Linked DNA regions of Sus scrofa: region 1 is linked to region 2. A link is a contact called in public HiChIP or PLAC-seq data. All regions are on one chromosome and are shown on one strand. Each heading gives the region's core, a stretch centred on a gene start, on an enhancer-like site or on the middle of the called end of the contact. The rest is flanking DNA. Distances are from core to core; before and after follow the strand shown.

Evidence for each region. HiChIP or PLAC-seq counts read pairs in DNA pulled down with a chosen protein or histone mark.
Region 1: a contact with region 2 is called in an H3K27ac HiChIP or PLAC-seq map of alveolar macrophages. The contact joins two enhancer-like sites. A contact is called at or near these places in 2 of 47 Hi-C or Micro-C datasets (embryonic fibroblasts and retroperitoneal adipose tissue) and 1 of 2 datasets of contacts at active chromatin or transcription factors (alveolar macrophages).

The regions. Positions count from the first base shown.
Region 1 is chr5:39,054,748-39,059,055 of Sscrofa11.1, forward strand. No RefSeq gene overlaps it. Among named protein-coding and RNA genes, the nearest start is that of KRR1, 240 kb to the left of the region's middle. Within about 2 kb of position 2,559, at least 1 of the 83 cell types and tissues checked has an H3K27ac peak or open chromatin away from gene starts, as enhancers often do. A contact at or near this core is called in alveolar macrophages, where this site is marked.
Region 2 is chr5:38,951,698-38,956,318 of Sscrofa11.1, forward strand. No RefSeq gene overlaps it. Among named protein-coding and RNA genes, the nearest start is that of KRR1, 130 kb to the left of the region's middle. Within about 2 kb of position 2,059, at least 21 of the 83 cell types and tissues checked have an H3K27ac peak or open chromatin away from gene starts, as enhancers often do. A contact at or near this core is called in alveolar macrophages, where this site is marked.

The DNA of each region.
Region 1 (4,308 bases), core at 1,309-3,808, 100 kb after region 2:
CCAACATGGCCACTCAGTCCACCACATCTTTTTTGTGGGGTCTGAAGTCTATGAGAAAAGGAATAGAATGTACACAGATATGTACATATATTTTTCACTCCTTTTTTCAACAGCTGGAGAGTGTTTACTCTGCTCTAGGCGCCATCTGATCAGTAGCCAGTTGCTTGGTAGGTTACTCATATTCTTTAGACAATTTTCATCACCCTGAAATAAAGATACATTATTCAGAAAAACACTGGGGAGAATATACCTTTTCCCATTTTATAGAGGAAGAAACTAAGAGACATCAAATTGCTTAAGGTCAAGTAGCTTGTAAGTTGCAAAAGTGAGCTTTGGGTCAGACGTTTCTTAATCCAAAGTCTATGTTCTTACAGCTATACCACTCCGACTCTTCCATTTCTTTTCACTTGTCAGTTTTTGCGGTTTTTTGTTTTTGTTTTTGTTTTTTGTTTTTTTGGCGGCACCTGCAACATACAGAATGTCCCATGCCGGGAATCGAACCTTTGCCATAGCAGTGGCAATACCAGATCCTTAACCTACTGAGCCACCAGGGGACTCTTCTTTTTACTTGTCCATTGATGTGAACATGGTATTTACTCTGCTGCTTTAAAAAAAAAAAATAGTCTTGTCTAGTGGGCATATAAACCAAATAAACAATCCAAAAAAAAAAAAAGTAGAAAATCAGCAAGCAAAGAACAACATTCTTACTCACTCACCTAGGTAGTCCATTTTAACAGACTCTGAGATTCCTCTCACATTCCCTGAGAAACAACGAATGGCTACCTCTCTGAGCTATTATTCATTTGCCATTTGATATTTATTTCCCAAGCCTTCTGGATTACAATTCCTACTGAGGTGAACACATAGTTATTTGTTGCTCAGAACAATAAAGCATCCGTTTATATACATTGCCTTAAAAATCACTTTATTGTGTTAGAGACCCAGAGCTAATAATCAGAGCTCTAGCTATTTCCCATCTAGCCGTTACCATCTTCTCCCCAGTCCTCACAACAATGTTGTTATGATTATGCTCTGTTTCTTGTATAAACAAGGAACCAGGTTTGGGGTGATTCTCCAGGCCAGGATATGATTTACTGACTTTGAATGCACACAAGCCTGAAGTGAACAAATTAGCCATGGGAAAATATAGCCTTATTTTCTTAACAATTATAATGCTTACTTGAGAAATAACTGAAAGATACCAATGCCACACTGAAATAAAATTAATCTACATTGAGGGTGATACCTGGCAATTCTCCATTCTCCACAAAATCATTCCTATCCTGGGGAATACCCAAGGAAAGAACACTGAAACATTTCAGGAAGCCAAAAGAAAACACTGTTCAACTATAGTTGAATTTTTAAAAATTAAAAAAAGAGAAATTCATAGGTGAGAAATCAGAAAGAAAGGAAGAAAACACTGCAAATCAGAAAAAAAGCAATCTGGGTTGAAAAGCTTATAAAAAATAAAAACATAATAAAAATAATTAAAAACAATAAAATTAAAAATAATAAAGTTTTAAAATTAAAAAATTAAATAAAAATAAAAAGCATAAAAAATGTGATTTGCAAAATTTAACACCAAAGGTAGAGGGGAAATTTAATAATTCTTGCCTACTTTTGAGAATAATTTTTTTAAAATATATACAGAAAGAGGGAAATCCTGCATTTCTTAGCTAATTCCAAGCACACAGGTATGAATCAGTATCTGTTAAAATTAGGTCAGCTGCAAATGACAGAAATGACAAAATAAGTGACGGAAGTGTATTTCTCACATAAACAGAGTCTGGAAGAAGACAAACCATGGCTACAAAGCAGTGTCTGGCTTACACTTTAGTTTCCAACATGGCTGCTTAAGCTCCAGACATCATGTCTACGCTCTCTCAGCAGAAAAAAAGATAGTGCAAAGAAGAAGGCATGCAACTTCCCTTTAGGAATAGATCTTAGAAACTGCACATAACACCTCAGCTAACATTCCATTGGCCAGTCACATGGTCATAGCAGATCAAAAGGGAAACCAGAAATTGTAGTCCTGTTTCCAGATAGCCAAATGTCCCACTAAAAACTGTGGTTTCTGTAACCAAAGAAGAGGAGAAATGGATATTAGGGGGCAGCTAGCAAACTTTGCCCCAGAAATTCCCAGGGAATTGCCTTAGAGATAAAGAACAGCCTCCTTAAGACCCTACCTGATAAGGTCTACTGAAGGCTGGAGTCATTTATACAAGGATGCAGTGTCTCCATCTTTAACTGTTTCTAAGAAAAGATAAGTAAAAACCCCTTCTTTCTAGAGTTTTGTAGCAGGCAGTGGATGTGGGTCTTGAAAGTCTCCATCCAGTCTCTATGACCCTAAAGCCATTGTTTTCTCTAGATTATGCCCCTTTACTCTTCTACTTAAAACCAACCATCCAGCGCCTCTGTATTGCCCACAAGATAAACAGCAAGCCCCCTGGAATGGTGTTCTAAGTCACTCCTATTTTACGCGGCCCCCACGCCACTTACTTCCTCACAAATTTTATTCAAGCAACACCAAACTACTTCCGTATTTCTGAAGATACCATGATGTTTCAAGTTTCTGTTCATTTACTCAGTAAATATATGCTGATCATCTGACATGTGCCCTCAAACCTAGTAGCAAGCAGGAAGGCTAGAGTGTATCTAATATTTAAATAATATTAGCAGCAAATGCTGATTGAGTGTTCAGGATATTCTGAGTACTGTGCTAGGTACTTTACATATATTATTGGATAATTGCTTAGAATACTCTTATGCTGTAGACTCTATTTATCCTCATTTTATAGATGAATAAACTAAGGCAGAGGAAGTTTAAGTAAGTTGCAGGAGATCATAGAGCTCATAAGTTGAAGAACTAAGTTTGTCTGATTCCAGGGTTGCTCAAGCTTATGATCACAAACTACTTTGCACTGTCAGTTTCCTCTGCCTGAAATGTTCACCCACCTTCCTTCCCCTCCTCCATTCTTTTTATAGGCTCCTATTGGTCCTATAAAACAATCCCCAATTATCACCTCCTCTAAGAAGCCCCCCTTAACTTCCTTGGACACTAAATCATTCCATTTCTGACCAACACTATACTTGGACATGCTTGCTTTTTCACCCATAAATCCAACTCTGCCTCATCCCCACTACACAGAGAAAGCATCACAAATTGATGTTAAAAAGGATTATTCAATAAGCAGTTTACCCATTTGGAGGAAAAGTCAATCTAGATATCAAATCAGAACATAAACCAAAATAAAGACATAGGGGTTAAAGCATTAAAGTTTGTTTTTCTTTCAAAAAAAAATTCAAACATGAAAGGGCTAAAATAAGAACAAATATTTATCAACATCGTGAAGGGAAAGGACCATCTAAGTTTCAAAAGAATGAAAGTCATCATATAGGAAAAGATCAATGTATTTTACTACATAAACTTACCTCTCCAAAATGTCTGATGTTGAAATATAGTCAAAATTACAAAGAATCTTTTTAAAATTGGGAAAATATATATGCCTCAAATGTGATAGGAAGAAACTTTCTATTGTATGTGAGATAACAAATAATACTACTGTGATCCACCTCAGTGCCATGCAGCAACATGACTGAATCCCACAAACAAAATGCTGAACAAAACAAGCCAATCACAAGAGCTCAGAGTAGGATTCCACTTATGTAAATTTCAAAAACAGGCACAAGTGAAATCAATTGTTCATGAGTGTCCACATAGAAATATTAAGAAAAGCAAGGGAATGGTTAATCAAAGTCAGGATCATGTTTACCAAGGATTAGGGTGCATAGGACAAGGGGGAGAAGAAGGTGATGGTCAAAGGGGCATGTGGTCTTGGAGTCTTTACAAGCCATTTTTAACTTGAGCCATAGTTGTATGGGAGCTCACTGCATAATTATTCTTTAAACGTTACATATGTTTTCCATAGATACAATACATATTTTGCAACAAGAAAGGGAGCAGGATCTCCAAAGATGAATGGGAAAAGGATGGGCTAGAGAAAAACCCCACAAAAAGAGGATATACAAATGACTACTCATCTTAATGGGAAAATATCTGGCTTACTGGGAATCAAAGACATGCAATTTTTCAAACAATACAATGCTGTTTTCTGCCCACATTTTATTTTTGTCTTTCATTTTTATGCCGAGGATAATGTGGTGAAAAGGGTACCCTCAAACACCACTAGAGGAAGTGAAAACAATCTGGCATGTGTGTCAAGGATCAAAACTGGTCTTTAACTTTTAACCCACAAATTCCACCTCGGGGGTATCTATGAGGAAAGAGCCATAAACTGGAGAGGAAAA
Region 2 (4,621 bases), core at 809-3,308:
AATCTTCTACATTATGACCTTCCTTTTTCTAATAAGAATTGGGGGCAAACTTGTCATCAAATGACTTTTTCAAAGAGGCAGAGTGTCATAAGGGAACAGAATGAACAGAAGTGGTACAAAGCCAAATACAATCAACAACCAGCTTTGTGACTTTTGGCAAGTTACTTCATCTCTCTGACCCTTATATTCCTTTGCTATAAGAAGGGGCTATTGTTACCTGCATTTTGATATGTTGTACGGACTAGAAATAGTCTATAAAAAACACAGCACAGTGGCTGGTACTGAGCAGACAGTCAACAATCATTATACTGACTATAATTTTCAAAGTAAACTAGTCAAAACACCTGGGAACCAAGCTATGCTTCTAGATGATTATATGAACCTAAGAGATTTTCTTTCACAGAAAATTCCTGTAATTTTATATACTGCTTGTGAATCAAGTTATACATCAAGGACAATATATTTAAATGAATCCTGTTCCAGATTAAAAATAAATTCTAATAACTTGTCTCAAAAGAGAAACAATCAAGATTCCCATTAAGACAAATTGAGTACCACAAAAGGATACAGAGCTAGACAAAAGAAGATACTACCAGTCTTTTCATGAGTATGTGACTCATTTTCAACTCAAAGATGGTATACAGGAAATAAATGCTCATTTACCCACTAGGCTGCCCAGAGCCCACAGGAATAGAGACTACACCCCACTCCTTTTTTGCATATTCAGGAAAATATTATGTCCTTCCTACTGGACTCAGGCCCATTTTTTTCAGGTGTAACTTGTAAAAGCAACACTGAAAAAGTGGCATTCTGGAGCACATTCAAAGTCCATTAAGACGGCACATCCACTTGGATTCCTCTTTAACCTTCGGGCCTCAGGATGGCCTCCCAACCATGCAAGAGCAGAGGGCCAAAAACATCAGAAAAAGAATATGAGATTTCAAAAATATCTGAAAAGGACAGTTGTGTTTTTCAAGAAGCCTTTCCCTCAGTGGCTTTAGCTTTTGCATATAGCCCAGAAGTAGCTGATAAACTGAGGTTCTCTGACTTCGCAGCCTGATGGATATAATTTTCATACTGTACTTGGGGAGATAATGTATGCAGTGTATTGGACAGTTGTTTCTGTTATCAAGCAGCCGTGTTCTCTCATTTCACTAACAAATGTGCAGACAAACGTACATTGTGGCAAATGCAAGGAAATCTCCAGCCTGTGTTTGAAACTTAAGCCTCCCCATTCTTTAGAGCGTAGCATGATTCAGACAATAGAGATCCTTGGTACCAGCATTACCCTTCCTCTGCTGACTCCTTTAAGACTCTGGCACATGACGATAGTTAATATGCTTCAGTGTAGGAATAAATTCTGATGGCAGACAGACGATTACTGTGGAGGAATTGTCATAATAGCTGTCTCATTAAAAAAAAAAAGTTTCACTGTAAATTTAAAATATGTGAAATGGACACCTATACTATACCCCAAATCCTCTTCTTGTAAAGTAGAGGGCTAATAAATATTTATCAATCAATCAATAAAAGGAAGAAGTATTTTCTGTGGATTTTGATGCCTTTCTGGAGAAATGACCTCAATCTTAGCTCATTCCTTTAAGATGAGAATGTTTAGACACAGAGTCATTATAAGCTACTAACGTCATAAAGTTAAGATCAGATTTAGGGATTCTACACTTTTCCTGTCCCTTCATACAATTCTGCTCTACTTTCTGGAAAAAAAGAAAAATCCTCTCTTCCTGAGTTTCCACCAATGAAATATTTACAGACTGATGGGCTCTTTAGTCATCACTGAGCAGAGCTGCAATCTTTTCGTCATTTCTCGGAAGTCATTTTCTCCATCTGCTTAATCATTTCATGTACTTCTGACTCCACCCCACGTGCTCACATCTCCAAGACAGAAGATTCCAAAAATGGAAAATAGCCCTTCAAGGAACCAAAGGGAGGCCTGGCAACATGTGTCCTTTGATAACAGAACATGTCCTCACATGTGACTCCGTGTTCAGCTGCGGAATTCTTTCTCTCTCACCGCGCAGGCAAGCTGCAGTCTCCATCAGCGCTCCGGGGGTGGCGCTGTCGCATAGGAGAAAGCGCACTGCTTTTGATGCCTGGCACACCTGGGTGCAAATCTTGGCTTCCCAATTTACTACCTACATGACCAGAATCAAGTTGTTTAACCTCTCTAAATCTCAGGTTCTTTGTCAGAAATAGTTTCAGGAAATACCTGCTACCTCATAGGACTCTGGCAATTAATATTTGTAATTAGTAATTAGTTAATATATGTAAACGGCCTGTATAATGTGTATAGAGGTCTATGTACATACCTGTATATACCTGTATATGTAACAAGTATGTACAACATTCCCATCAGCCCCCAAATCCAAGAGTTAAACCAATTTCTATCTCTTACCACACTTGATTTACCAGAAATTTTTGTCCACTCCTCTTCCATTTTCCTGAACTCATCCATTTCCCTCCAGTGATCTAAGTCACCTTTGGGCCAGCTACCACCTGATCTGAACCACAAGTGTTTCTTACCAGGACAGTGGAATCGCCGGCTTTCTAACTCATTGCTTTGCTTTCATTTTTGCCTCCTAAAATCTGTTCTTTACACAGCAGTGATGTCATCCTTTTAAAAGATTAATTAGATGAGGCTGCTTTTCATAAAACTCAACATGGGGTTCCCATTACACTTGGGGGAAAAAAAGAACCAACAACCCCAAATCCTTTGCAGGCCTAAAGACCCTATGTGATCTAGCCTTGCCTGTGTGTCTGAAGTTATAGTTATCCCCTTCCACTCTTCCATCGTTCACACTGCTTTTAGCCACATAGGTCATTTTGTGTTTCAGGAACTCACTAAGCTTCTTCTGTTTCCAGGACCTTTGCCCTTGCCATTTCTTAAGCCTGAATGTTCTTCCTGCAGATCCTCAGGTCCTTATTTGTCTGGTTCCTTCTCATCATTCAGGTCTAAGGCTGCTTGTCACCAAAAAGCCTCCTCTGATAGCCAAGTCTCATCTTGTCTTTCCCTCAGACCCCAATGCAATTACTCTCTAGCACATTACTCTGTCTTTTCTTTATACCACCCAACACCATCTTTGTTTACTTATAGAATGTCTGTCTCCCCCAAAGGAATGTCAGCCTTGTGAATATAGGATCTTTGTCTACCTTGTTTAGCTCTAGATTGTCACCTTCTGAAACAGGGCTTGGTGGGAAGTAGACACTCAATAAGTATTTGACAAATGAATGAATTAGTGTTTTTAAGCCTGTCCTGGGAGAACTGAGCTCTGTCACACTTTTCATAAACATGAAATCAGCAAACAAGATAATGAAGTCTTAAGACGTTCTCACAAAAGCTTAAAATCTAGGTCCTAAATTTTACAAGGTTGGAAAATTCTGGAGCATTATAAAGTTGTTCAGAACACAGAGCATATTTTAATCTTAGCTCTGTACTTTCTATTTGTGTGACCTTGGACATATTACTTAACATACTAAAACTGGTTTCCTTATTTAAAAAAATAAGGATAATAACACATACATTAGAGGGTTTTGTGAGGATTAAATGAGCTAAGCTTTTAGCCTAGTTCCTGGAACACTGTGCAACTTAATAAATGGTGGTTATTATTATTATGGTTATTGTTATTATGGCAATTAATTCTGGCACCATGCTTTATAGAGGACATTGACAAATTGGAGCTTATCCAGAGGAGAACAAACAATCTTGTGAAGGGTCTGGAAACCACAACTTGTGAGGAACGATTGAAATTGCTGAGGATGTTTACTTTGGAAAAGACAATTTTTAAGAGGAACATGATAGTTTTTTTTTTTTTTTTTTAAGCACTGAAAACTGTCTCATGGAAGAGGGATTAGATTTCTCCAATGTCATTCTAGAAGATACAGTTAGAGCCAGGAAATGCAAGTTAAATCTTGATCTCGTTATGGTCTAATAACCAAACTGTGCAAACCAAAATAGATTTAATTCTATTTTTAAAAATGAAAAAAAGTTAAGGCATGGTTATATACATCCCCCACCCTCTTTTCTTTAGGACCACACCCACAGCATATGGAGGTTCCCAGCCTAAGCGTTGAACTAGAGCTGCAGTGCTGGCCTACACCACAGCCACAGCTATACAAGATCCAAGCCATGTCTGCGACCTACTCTGCAGCTCATGGCAATGCTAGATCCTTCAGGAATTGAACCCACATCCTCACTGATACTAGTCGGGTTTGTTAGCTAAGCCACAATGTGAACTCCATTTACATTTTGACTAGGGAAATTATACACTATATGAAGCCATTTATAATTGCCATAATGGAGGTTTTGTATCAATATGAAAAGTGTCTATGGCATGTCAATTGCAAAAAGAAGACTATAAAATATATGCATATATGCTGTGATCCCAACTTTGTATTTACAAGAGAAGAACATATAGGTAAAAGCACATACAAGTGAAATGTGTTGCTTCAATAAGTTGTGTTTCCTATCATTTTAAATATGGAAGCAGAGGCCAGACAACCTCTTAGAACAAATGACATTCAAGAAATTATGTGTCAGAGAAAGGGTTGGGCAGGGAGAACTCTGGGATTTGAAAGTTCCATGGCCCTATGACCCACCAAATAT